Linked DNA regions of Gossypium arboreum: region 2 is linked to region 1. Evidence: chromatin contacts called from public Hi-C data. All regions are on one chromosome and are shown on one strand. Each heading gives the region's core, a stretch centred on a gene start, on an enhancer-like site or on the middle of the called end of the contact. The rest is flanking DNA. Distances are from core to core; before and after follow the strand shown. Region 1 holds the start of LOC108480235. Region 2 has its middle 22 kb from the start of LOC128281620.

Region 1 (6,656 bases), core at 2,246-4,745:
TTATCATGTTTTTTTTTTTTTACTTTATCATTTTCATTCATTCCATATTATTGGTTCTACATGCAATTCATTTATGGTTATTTAAAGCTAATGAAGGGATTGATTGTGTTGGATCATCGGTATGCTCTTTAGCATAGCATAAAAAAACTATTTTAGCGACCACAAGCCATGAATATACCTTTAACAATATGAAAACAACACTGGTACGAAAGTGATTCCTCTACCTATGTCGAAATCTCAGTTGTAACACAAAAATCCTGGCCTATATGTGATTCACCTGGAAGTGCACGATCAAAAAAAAATCTCAAAACCATTCTAGAAAGAAAACTAAACTATTTTTGTTGCTAGTCAACGACAATATCAAGTAACCTAAAATAAATATTAGGCTTCCTTTTATTCGAAAACTACTTTAAATGGTCATTAACCACTAAGAGAAAAAAATTGGATATAGTCTTTAAATGTGATTCTCTCTTTTCTTATAGAAATATCAATTTAATTTAAATCCTAGCCTAATTCCCTTAACCAAATTTTATTAAATACAATATTTAATAAATTCAAAAGGTAGATTTATATATTTTCATATTATTTTAATTGAATCCTCTTTATATATGCATCAAGTATGTCCATATATTATGATTAATTTTAATGTTATCAAATTAAATTAATTATTAGAACATTTCTATAATCAATTTAACTTTTATGACATGTTAAACATAATTTGAACTTTTATCACATTTTGTTCATCCCAACCAAAGGGTGTGACCCAATAAGATCATGTAAAATTAGCAGTAACATTAAAACAATTCTCATGTTACAAACATTGAGCGACATCTAGCAATGCATCACTGCTACCCAAGTCGCAGGAAGTCGTGATTCGACATAGCCTTCTGTGATAATATTATTATGTAGTTTATCCATGTATCATTTATATCTAGATTGAACACAAGTCATGGAATAGTCACACTTGTATAGTTCAATCTATTATTCATTGATTCTCAAGTAGACTAAGATAAACAAATAAATGTGATATCTCATATCAATTAATTTGAGCATGATTATGCATTTCTAGTCTCACCCAATCAAGAGGCCTAAAATATTTCTCTCATTATATAGGAAGGACAAATTCTATCTTGATCACTCACATCCTACCACACAGAGTGTGGCACACCCAATATCAGTCTTTATAGTATAATTTTTTACGAAAGGCATTTAACTGTGTCACAGCATACGACTTACAATGTTGGAACAATGATGATCTCAAGTTTAAGGATCATACATGCAATTATTACCATGAGAAATATTGTGACTATTACATAATAATCCAAGAAACATTCTCATGGTGAGTCATCCAATATATTGTTCTCTAACATATACTTATGTGTTAATTTGGTATCATATATTTATAACAACATTTGTCATCAATCAAACACATATTAATTTCAATATATTAATATTGTCTAAGCCTACAATAATTTTTGATTAAGGACATTTAAAATGAGCATATCATTCTTTGGACATTATCATTATACAATTTATCTAAATATAAAAATAAATATTGAAAATAATGACAATATCTTTTATTAATAAACTAGGTAAAAGTGGGTTATTACAATCATCATATGACTAATGTTTAGGCATACTTCAACAGATTGAACATATATAATTAGAGCTCAAATAATTTGTAATTAAGTTTCGGCTCTTCGCTTATTAATTACAACATTATTTAGTTATGAAGTCATTTCACTAAAGTATCATGACTAAGCTCTCTCTTATTATATATCATTACAAAAGTCACTCATTGAGTGCTTGTCCAATAACCTTGTCATAAATGTGTTACCTTTATAGGATATCCTTAATATCTTTAGGATAAGTTCATTCTCCCAATATGATCCTATTTTATCTCATGGTAACCATTACATCTTCCTCAACAAAAACTCAATTATTAACAAATAATAATTAAACCATTTATCTCTAAGTCAAATGACTCGTGGCCACATTATTTTTCATTCGCCATGTAATGTCAATGAGAGGATATCATTTACACTTTATCGAGCCATGAATTCCATTGTTGTGGAATAAAGCTACATCATGTAGAAATCTTGTACCCAACGTACCAACTTTTGGTTCATTATCTATTTGAACTCAATTTTTTATTTACATCAAAGTATACGAGTCACACATACATAGTCTATCACCCACTTAGGATTAAGGTATATCACACTATGAACGTTATAAGCGAATAAATTCGTAAATGGATCTAGGATCTATTCTACTTGAGTCATGTATAATGTACTTTATTATAGTCAGTCATATCTATGTCTCTATTTTTCAAGAGAAATCTGCTTCTATACCTAAGTTAAGATATCTTCCAATTGGACTTGATAGACAACATATTAGTCTTTTATTCGATTTGCTCAATTTTGATTAGACTAAGAATGTATTTAGATATATAATGTACTTTATTCCAGTCAGTCATATATATGTCTCTATTTTTCAAGAGACATCTGCTTCGATACCTAAGATAAGATATCTCCCAATTGGACTTGACAGGCAACATATTAATCTTTCAATTGATTTGTTCAATTTTGATTAGACTAAGAATATATTTAGATTATCTATTAATATAAATTGTATTTCTGTATTACGATCTGATCACGTAATTCCATTTAATATTAGTTAAACGTGAGATAATCAATGAGTAAAATAAAGTATTATAATAAAAATTGATTTCGATTACTAAAGGTTAATGGTTTGTCATAAAATATACTTCATTCCCATGAGTAAGGATCAAACCTTGAAACTCCAAGCTTGTGATTATGGGATGAAGTAAACAACCACCACACCACACCTCATCGTTATGTATAAAATTGGTGATTTTGATTCAAACTCTAAAAAAATCAATAAAGTTAACCTCCAACGTTTACAAAATGTCAAATTATAATTTTTAAAAATGGTTGGTCATAAAATATACTTCATTCTCATGAGTAAGGATCAAACCTTAAACCTCTAATCTTGTAATTATAAGATGAAATAAACAACCACCGCACTACACCTCATTATTTTGTATAAAATTTGTGATTTTAATTCAAACTCCAAAAAATTCAATAAAGTTAACCTCCAACATTTACAAAATGTCAAGTTATATATATTTTAAAAATTTATAAAATTTAAGATTTTAATATTTTTGAGCAATTTTTAATTATATGTGTTTTTAGACACAATGTCTAAATTACTTATAGCTCCTCCCACCCCATAAATAAAAAGATAATATATTTCTATATACTTAAATTTACATATTCCTATCTTAGGAATAATATAAATACCAATCAAATTATTAATATTTAAAAAAAAATCGAATCCGTTTAAACTTTTGCATCTAAATATATCAATTGTTTGCCATATCTTAGAAACGTAGTTAGCAGCACGTTATTCGTATAGGCCCCACACCTTTTTGAAGATATCATCTTGTATTATTATATATTACGAAAAGATTCAATTTTTTCTTTTTATTTTTTAACCGTCAGATCTTCTTTTCCCTTCACAGCCTTCCCTTCCATAATTCAGTTTCACATTCTCCGTTTCTTCCTCAATATTTTCTTTGTAGCCAAACAAACAGAAGAAAGAAAAAAAAAACACAGAATCATGGGCGTCGATTATTACAATATTCTGAAAGTGAATCGCCACGCCAACGAAGAGGATCTCAAAAAGGCTTACAAGAGGCTGGCCATGATTTGGCACCCCGACAAGAACCCTTCCTACAAAAGACCCGAAGCCGAAGCCAAATTCAAGCTTCTCTCCGAAGCTTACGATGTTCTATCAGATCCGATGAAACGACAGATCTACGATCTTTACGGCGAGGAGGCTCTCAAATCCGGACAATTCCCGCCTCCTAACCAATCTCACGCTTCCACGTCGGCGTCTTATCCCCGCGGAGCTGGCCATTACTATAACAATAGTAATAATAATCAGAGGCAGCAGCAACCTAATACGGATTCTTTCAGGTTTAAGCCGAGGGATGCAGATGATATATACGAGGAGCTGTTTGGGGCGGAGGCCAATGGTGGAAGAGGAAATAGAGGGTTTAGAGAAGGGCATTTTAGGAATAGTAATGGTTACGGGACTAGTAGCACTACTAGTAATGGAGAATTGAGGAAAGCCGCTGCCGTGGAAAATGTGTTGCATTGTAGCTTGGAAGAGCTTTATAAAGGTGCCAAGAAGAAAATGAGGATTGCGAGGAATGTTTTTGACCCTTCTGTCTCAGGGTAAGCTAAGCTTCTTTTTTTTTTCTTTTTTTCTTTTTAATTTATAAGTCTTTTAACTTTAATGATGGATAAATTGATATTTGTCTTTTGATATTATTATTTTTTATTGGGATTTATGCCATTGAAAAGACGAGAACTTTGTTTGTTTGATAGTGAAATGTTTGTTGGAGTACAAAGAACCCTTTTGTTGCTTGATGGCAGGCAATGCTATATTTTTAATTGCTTCTTATAAAGATGCAAATGATATATTTTTACTAGAGTTGACTGTTGAGTTTGAGCTACATTCTATTTGGCATCCAATGCTAGTGGTGAGATAATTAAGATACTTTTCCTCCAACTAGTAGTTCGCAATTTGAATAGGATGGATTGTTCTACATGATTGTTTTTTCTTTGGATTAAATTTCTTGTTCTTTTTGGTTTTACCTATGGTCAGAAAGTATTTCGAGTTGTTTGCTATGAATACCGGTCAACTGAAGCACTTTCACTTTTACTTAAATGGTTGACTCGAGGAAGGAAAGGTCATCTTCTGTTTTCTTGATGATCATAAGAAGTACCAAACCATAATTTTGTGGAATGTGAGATTAGCAATAGGCAAGCAGAGACTGTTGACTCTGTTAGCATTCCCTAGTCAGGTTTTTCAGGTTGGTTAGAGATCATATGTTCAAACATTGCTACCCTCCTACCGTACAGAATAAGTGAATTCCTGTTAAGGGTGATCAACTATTTGAACATCACAGCTTTGAAGATGCTTTGTGAGGGAATCTAGTGATTTTGAGTCACCTAAATCTCCTCAATAATCTCACTTAAAATTTCTGTAAGGTACTTATCTCTTCTAGACTGTAAGACGCATTAGTAAGGACATTTTGTTCTCTGAAGTAAAGATTCTGGGAGTTGGATAATTCTGTTTCATTTTTTGGCAGGAGAATATTCTGGGATAAGAATTGGTTTATACACCCTGTATCATTCCATCTTTAAAGGCATCACCCCCAGTGGGGAATTCTGTTTATGGATCTTGCTAACATGTCATATTGTTCTTCTGGGTTGGCATAAATAATGGTTTCTGTCTTGGATTTTGTAGTTGGTTTGAGGTAGGATCCTTTTATTTGTTTTGGATGTATGGTTAAGTTTTAAAACAAGATTACCCAAGTCAAAGATGACTGTGTTTACTCCTGAAGTAATCTTTCCAAATGTAAGGACTAAATGTTACTGCAAATCTAATTTTCTAAAGTGCCAAATGATGCTAAGATACTCCTCGCTCTTATGAGTTATGAACCAAGTATGAGTAACTCCTCCACCTCCAGGTCTTTTCCTTCTCAGAAGCTCCACAAAAAATGTGATTATCTACTTACATTGAGACAATATCTGGTCATGTTGCCGACAGGCTACTGTCTCTTGTGTATTCCCTTCTGAAATCTTGGGCTTTGAGCAAGAAAACATTTTCCCAACTTGGACATTAAACTCCATTCCAGTGAGTTGTAATTTGGTCATTTTAACTAACGCCCTTCCACATATCGTAGAGGTTGATTAGGATCAGTATTATTGTAGATTCGATGCTTCCGTATAGCACATGACAACTTAAGCTGTAACAGTTGAGAAAAAAAAAATGGAAAAGAGAATATAAAGCCCAAAAATGTTGCATTAGATCAACATTATAATTAAGATGAGTAAGAGCTTTGTCTTTAGTTTTACTTTTCCTCTTTAGGTGGATGCATGGTTTATGCCTATGAGAAATGTCTAGTACCTATCTTTCCTTTTTCACTACGGACCTAAGTGATATTCATATCCTTGATATTCCTTTGTGGCCTACCACACCAACATTTGCAGGGAAACAGTAGCTCCTCTTTTAGTGTATGCCATTAGAACATGTCTGTTATTTGTGGCTATCTATGTGATTTTAAAAATCATCTAGAGAAGTAGAACAGAATAACAATCATGAACTTTTTGTAGCATTCTCATGTTTGATAGATGATGCTAAGTCTGGCATTGCATTAGTTGGTTTCTATTCAATTTTGTTAATGGTCTTTGTGGTGTTATTTTCATGATTCCTTCTCTCTGTTACTTTGACCTGACAGCTAGGCTACTTTCGTGCAGTAAGTTTAGGACTCTGGAGGAGATATTGACCATTGAAATAAAACCTGGTTGGAAGAGGGGCACAAAGATCACATTCCCTGAGAAGGGTAATGAGGAGCCCGGTGTAATTCCTGCTGATGTGATTTTTGTGATAGAGGAGAAGCCACATGCTACTTATAAGAGGGATGGTAACGATTTGGTCGTCAATCAAGAGATTACTCTGCTAGAGGCCCTCACAGGTAGGACTCTTGACCTGACTACCTTGGATGGGAGGAGTCTCATGATACCACTAACTGAGATCGTCAATCCTGGTGCCGAGATTGT
Region 2 (6,656 bases), core at 1,965-4,464, 93 kb after region 1:
GAAAGAGGGAATGATACAAGAGAAAAACTAGGAGATAATCTCTCCACACTTTAAAAAAAAAACTAATGAACCCTCACTAAATCAAATCAAGTTGCTGCAATTTGAATTTGACCCAAATTTTGATCATGGTGGCATAGAAAAGAGAAGCAAAAATAATTCTTCTTTTACATACAACAAGATTTGAACTTAAGACATATGGGTAAATTAAAGCCTTACCACTGAACTAGCAAGCTCATTGTTGTCAGCCAATTTACAAAATCAAAGATAACTCTTATGAACCAAATCAGGTATAGAAACAAAATTAATAAAGAAATTCCTAAGGAAATGGAATCAAACTCAGGTTCTCAAGCACACCTCTAGACACTTAACCATTGAACTAGATCAAATTACTTGAGATAATTTAGCAATTCAAAACTAAAAAAATTGAGGCGTTACACGAGGCCCAGCCACACGGCCATGTAACCCTTCCATACGGCCTATAGCCTTCTACACGGCCGTATGGGCCCTATTTTACAAATTTTTGAGTTTTTCCCAGAAATTAATGTTATGTTTAGTTTAGTCCCTAATTGATCCTTGGATTGTTCCTAGAATTTTTCATGCATTTAATTGATCCTTGAATTAGTTTTTATACGAAAATCTACGATTTATATTCCTGAATTGTTATTTTATAATGTTTTTATTGATATTAATTTGTTGAATTATTACGGTGATATGAGTAAACATGTAATATTAATCATGCCTATTGTTAAACTATTATTGATAAATTGTGAGTGCTAATATTGTTATCGCTCCACTAAATACATGATAAACATGTTATTGCTAGTATTGAACGAAGTAAGTGTTAAACATGCCTACAGATTTTTGCATTATTATGTTATAAAGTATGTCATATTGCATTGCATGGTACAGGATGATTTGTACGGAGGAAGAGTGACAGTTTAGCAATCTACAAACCAGCGATGGCTTGTCCACAAACCTAGTGGCTGTTTGTATAATCTACAAATATGTCGTGCACCCACAACAAGTGGCAATAATTGCAAATATATGGTTCGATCTCGAACGAAATGGTAACTTGTCCGTAAATATTTATATCTAAAAATATTAGTGGTCTACCCACAATTTTTACAAATCCCGTGGCAGCTTTTATTTACAATTACATTTTGTATCCACAAAAAGTGGCAGCTTATCTGCAAATCAATGGTAGTTCATCCACAACCCAGAGTGATATGGTAGATGAGTTCTTGTGACTGAACTCATACTGAGCTTCAAGTTCACTCCCCTTTAATTTATATCTTTACAAATAGTTCACTAGGTTAGGAAGTGAAATTGGCGAATTGGAAGGCTCGGCTCAAATTGTTTTTATATAAAAGTATTTTAGATTATTGTTTAAAATTTTAGTTATTCTGAGACTATATCATTTTATTTTTACAACCATAACATGGGACTTAGGTTTTGGGATTGTTCAATATGCATGACATTTTAATTTGATTTATGCTATTGAAATATGAATTACTAATTATTCATGCATTAAAATCTAGTTTTCATTAAACTTACGGTAAATATCACTTATTTTGTTGTATAGTTATGAAAATGAGATTTGGAAAACATATAATAAATTGAAAATCACCTTTTGCAAAAATATCATTAAAACAACTAGTTTTAGAAATATATTGTACCTTTTAAAAATAATAATAATAAAGTTTTCTTCTAAAGTAAAACAAATATTTTAAATTGATTGTTCTATAAACTCCGATCACTACTAGACCGTTTTAGTCGTCAATTTAATCTTTCAAATTTAGGCTTAGCGTCTACGCTAGGCTAGGAAGATTACAGAGAACCAATAATTTTAATTATTATTTGAATTTTTAATATTATTAAAGAATTATTGATCCAAAAAACAATCTTTTAATATGGTTTTGAAAATTTCTATTTATTATATTTTAATTGTTAAATAAGTAAATATATTTATAATTATATATAAAATCCAAAAATGAATTAAAATTTAATTACAAAATTAAAATACATTACTTAAAAACTAGTTAAAATTAAATACGTAAAATCACATGAAATGCATGTGCTATTAGAAACTAATAATACATAAAAGTACGAGTTTGGAGAAACTTTTGGACCAATGAAAATACTCTTTATCATTCATTAGATTACTAAACTGACATTATATAAAACTATTTTTATTTTTTAATAATAGAATTTTATTCAACTATATAATTAAGTTGAAGTCTACGTATTAAGAATAAGTATATTAATTAATTATTAATAATAGATAAAATCGTATCAATAATAATTTTATTGGTTTGAACTACAGAGTGAGCATATTAATTAATTATTAATGTATATTATTTTAAATTAATTATTATTTAATTAGTGTTACAATTATATACTGAACAAAAATTTAGACCTACTATTATAAATAACATTTGAAATTTAAACATTTTCAAATAAATAGCATTCTAATAATATCACCAAAAAATAGAAATTATTAGCATTGGTACATTTAAAATGTCTAAAAATGGAGTATTAAAATAATAATTTTCAAAGAGAAAATTTCAGTCATACTCAAATGACAATGCCACATAGGTGAAAATTTATTTTAATCAATGATAAGGTAAAATTGTGATATTATTTCATCACATATTTATTTAGTTGACTATAAATATTATACTAAATTTATTTTAAACTTACTATTATTGACTTTTCTCTATCATTCTATTGTCTAATGTGAAAATTTCACTTTATAATTGTACATTCTTATCATTTTGTAATTACTTTATGCTATTTTTGTAATTACTATTATAATTATAATTTTATAATAATTTGCAAGTCCAAAATAATTATATGTATTTTACTTTTATATTAAAACCAAATTAAATTTTTAATCAGATCTTTTTTTGACACAAAACTTAGAATTACTCATAGTCCCTCTCCAACTAATAATTAAGAGGACAATACGCTTCGGTACATTCGAACCCACGTCCTCCTATATTGACAATAATGCTTATGACAATCGAATTAAAATTCAATCAGTAATTTTTATAGTATTTTAAATTATTAGAATTTATATAAGTAATATCTCATTATAAAATATTTTAATTATTTTATGGTAGATGAAAAAATAATTAATAATGTAGTATTAGAAAAAAGCCAAAATTTGATTACTTTGTAATTTTATGTAGCTCAATATCCTTTTCAATCTTTTTAGCATCTTTTGCCTTTATTTTATGAAAAAAACATAATGAAGTGGGGTGAGGTGTTACGGTCTCCGTACGGAATTGTACCTTTGCTAATTTCCAAGAGAAAAGGGACAAGTTTCATTAAAGCGCACCTAAATATAGCTTTCCAGTTTTATCCTTTTAAATATATATATATATATATAATAACAATATTTTTAATATAAACGAAATAATGATTTTTATTGGTTACTAAATTTAATGTAGTATTTTTATTATAAATATATTTTTTTGGTGAAAATTTGTATTATAAATATTGAATATGAACAAATATCACAAACGATCATTTTGAATTGTCTTTATAAAGAAAAGGGTTATATTTGGGTGGAGTGCACGCCTGCCAACTCACAACAGCAATTTCCAACCAATAGGACAATTGCCACATGGGATGTGGTCACATCCACATGCAAAATGATTATATTAATTCATAAATTACCCTTTTTTTATTTTTTTGACATATTATGAATTACCTACATACTTTAGTAATATTACTATAATTGATTAACTTCTTTTATTGATGGACCGACCATGACAAATTGACAAATTAATCTGGACCCACCTTTTGAAACCAATAATGAAACTATGAAACAATTTTGTCATAGTAGGTTTTTTTCTTTTTTCTTTTAACATTACAAGAGATAATTAGATGAGATTTGTAGGATTTTTTATATTAATTTTAATTAGATTATAGTGTTAATATTTCTCATCAATTTTACATAATTTTAATAGTCTTTAAAGTTTACACATTCTATTTATATATTTGAAGTTAAAGATTTTCTTTTTAGAAAGCTATTTTTTATATAAAATTTTGTATATTTTTTCTAGATAATTTTTAGAGTCATGACTAATTTGATAAAATATGTAAATATTCATTATATCTATCAAAATTATCTATCAAGATAATGTATTTCAACACACTCAAATCAAGTCTTCCTACATTGATAATAATATTTTTACCAATCGAGTTAAGACTCAATCGGCATGATAAAAATAACTTTTAAAATTAATATTCGAGTATTGCTTAAAATCTAAATATATGACAATATTTGAATGAAAAATATTTGATATATTTTGTTGTCATTTGAAATATAACGTATAGTAAGTATATGTTAAAATTTTAATATATATTATTTTAAAAATATTGGAATATTATATTTATTAATTTGTATAATGCTAAATTTAGTTCTCATCTTTTATATTTTTTGTCAATTTGGCCCTTATCTTTTAAGCTAAATTTGATCCTCAGCTTTTTAAAAAAAGTCAATCGTTCGTCTTTCAAAAAGAGTTAAATTGTTATTTTTAAAATTGAAATACTAACTAAAATATTAAATTTTTAAACATGGCAACTTGAATGACAATCCACATGTACTTCATGCTCTTCTTTTTTTGAATTTTTATGAATTTTTATGAATTTTTTGAATTTTAATTTTTTAAATTAATTATTGACATAATATATAAGACAAATAGTACCATGTCAATATGAAAGCAAACATAGATTACCATGCGAATTGTCACACCAACATCGTTAAAAAATTAATATTTTAGAATAATGACCAAATTGACAAAAGATGTAAAAGTTAAAGGTTAAATTTGATATTATGCCTTATTAATTTTATTATTATGGGATTTGTTTTATTAGATCATCAGAATCATAATTAAAGCAGTAGTTGGTTCCAATTAAAGAGATTCTTATGCAAACAGCATCTTAAATTGCTTTGGTGTCATACATTATTTATGTCTTTTAATAAGGATATGAGATTTTGTGACTGTTCATAAAGATTTAAGATTTTACACATAAAATCAGGTATTCGTTTATGCTAATTAAAGTAGTGATACTACCATAACAACAAAGAGATGTGCTATGCAATACCTTTTTATTGGACTTCTTTAAAAAAAATACAAATCTTACTAATTGTATTTAAATCTATCGTGACATATTTATTAGTTGTTAAAATAAACAGTACATTTGTTTAACATAAAATCAATATCTATTATATTTTATCCAATTTTATTTTCTTCAATATTAATTATGAAACCTTTTTTTTCTAAATCAAGGTATCCACTATCTACAGTAATGATTAATCTATTTATCGTATGTGTTCTTTAAAGAAGTAAACTGTTAGTCACGAAATGTGCTTCATTTTCATAAGTAGTATCAAACCTCCAATCACATAGTTAGGGACCTAATTTTAAATAATCTTTAGCACAATTAATCATTTATGTCACTATATTTAGGGTTAATATTTGATATATTATTGTTAATAGAAAATTTTTACTCCACAAGTCAAGTTCAAATATTGTCATATATCTTGTTTTCTTTTTTTTCTTTTACATCCTAAAAAAATGTTACCCTTTAAAACCTGCCAGTAAAATATAATTTTATTGAGATTTAATAATGTATCAAAAATTATTAAATCTCAATAAAAATTATTCATATTTTAAATACATGTATGCTCTAAGAAAGTATCAATCATTTAGTGAGAATGACAAATTTAGGTATAGTTTTAAGAATGGTAATCATAACTAAAACTTTGCAATTCTAGTAGAGAAAAGTGTTAAATGTTATTTTGAGTTTCAACATTCAACTTAATGTCAATTTTGAATTTAATTTTATTAGAAGTTATTTGAAATTATTTTACTAAATTATGATATATTCATAATGTAAGTGAAAAAGATTATGTAAAAATCAAATAAATTTTTTTTTCAATAGTAAAGTTAAAGGTATGAAAATAATTATATCTTATGTTTAAATATTAATATTTGTGGGGTTTTATTATTTTATAAAAAATATAAAAACTGTCACACCGGTTTTCTTTAAGTATGAAAATTAAGAAGTAATTAAGGGATTAAATTAAAAGAAGCCATAAAGTAGCAGCATCTACTAACAAATCAAGAAAACTTAGTGATTGAATTGGAGATGGTTGAGATCCAATTTTGATTCAGTTGGATTAAAACCAGCTGGTTTGTTAGTCGAAGACAAAATGATTACTAATAGATATGGTTTCTATACGGTTGAAAACTGTGCACGAAGGACTATATATATAGCTGAGAAGTGACTTCCTGAGGAGGATTCATCTCAATTTTATTTCATTTTCCTCTATTGTTCATCTTCTTCCTCAATTGCTCTGAGGAAGAGCCGGTTAAGAAACCTCTGCTTGGAGTGGTGATGTAAGATTAAAAAAACAAAGTTAAGATTTGAGATAGTAAGGATGGAGCTAGTGGGCACTGGGGAGGAGATGAGAGGCAGTTGGTAATGGCTTGATGATGGAGTTGTCAATTGGAGTTAAGAGTGGCGGTGAAGAAGCTTAAGAATAAGCATACAATGGAAGGAAAAGTTAAGAGTGGCGGTGAAGAAGCTTAAGAATAAGCATACAATGGAAGGAAAATATGATTGGTGGGTAAGAAAATATT

What was found. A called contact is a pair of places that touch in the nucleus more often than the background predicts.
Region 2: a Hi-C map of leaf shows a contact between it and region 1, with 2.0 times the contacts expected there. The contact joins the enhancer-like site here to the promoter of LOC108480235 in region 1. A contact is called at or near these places in 2 of 5 Hi-C or Micro-C datasets (both in leaf).

Annotation. Positions count from the first base shown.
Region 1 is chr1:16,989,286-16,995,941 of ASM2569848v2, forward strand. LOC108480235 reads left to right here and starts at 3,496. Exons shown (of 2, transcript XM_017783147.2): 1 at 3,496-4,262; 2 at 6,354-6,656. The coding sequence starts at 3,643.
Region 2 is chr1:17,082,252-17,088,907 of ASM2569848v2, forward strand. No RefSeq gene overlaps it. Among protein-coding and RNA genes, the nearest start is that of LOC128281620, 22 kb to the left of the region's middle. Within about 2 kb of position 3,215, at least 1 of the 2 cell types and tissues checked has an H3K27ac peak or open chromatin away from gene starts, as enhancers often do. A contact at or near this core is called in leaf, where this site is marked.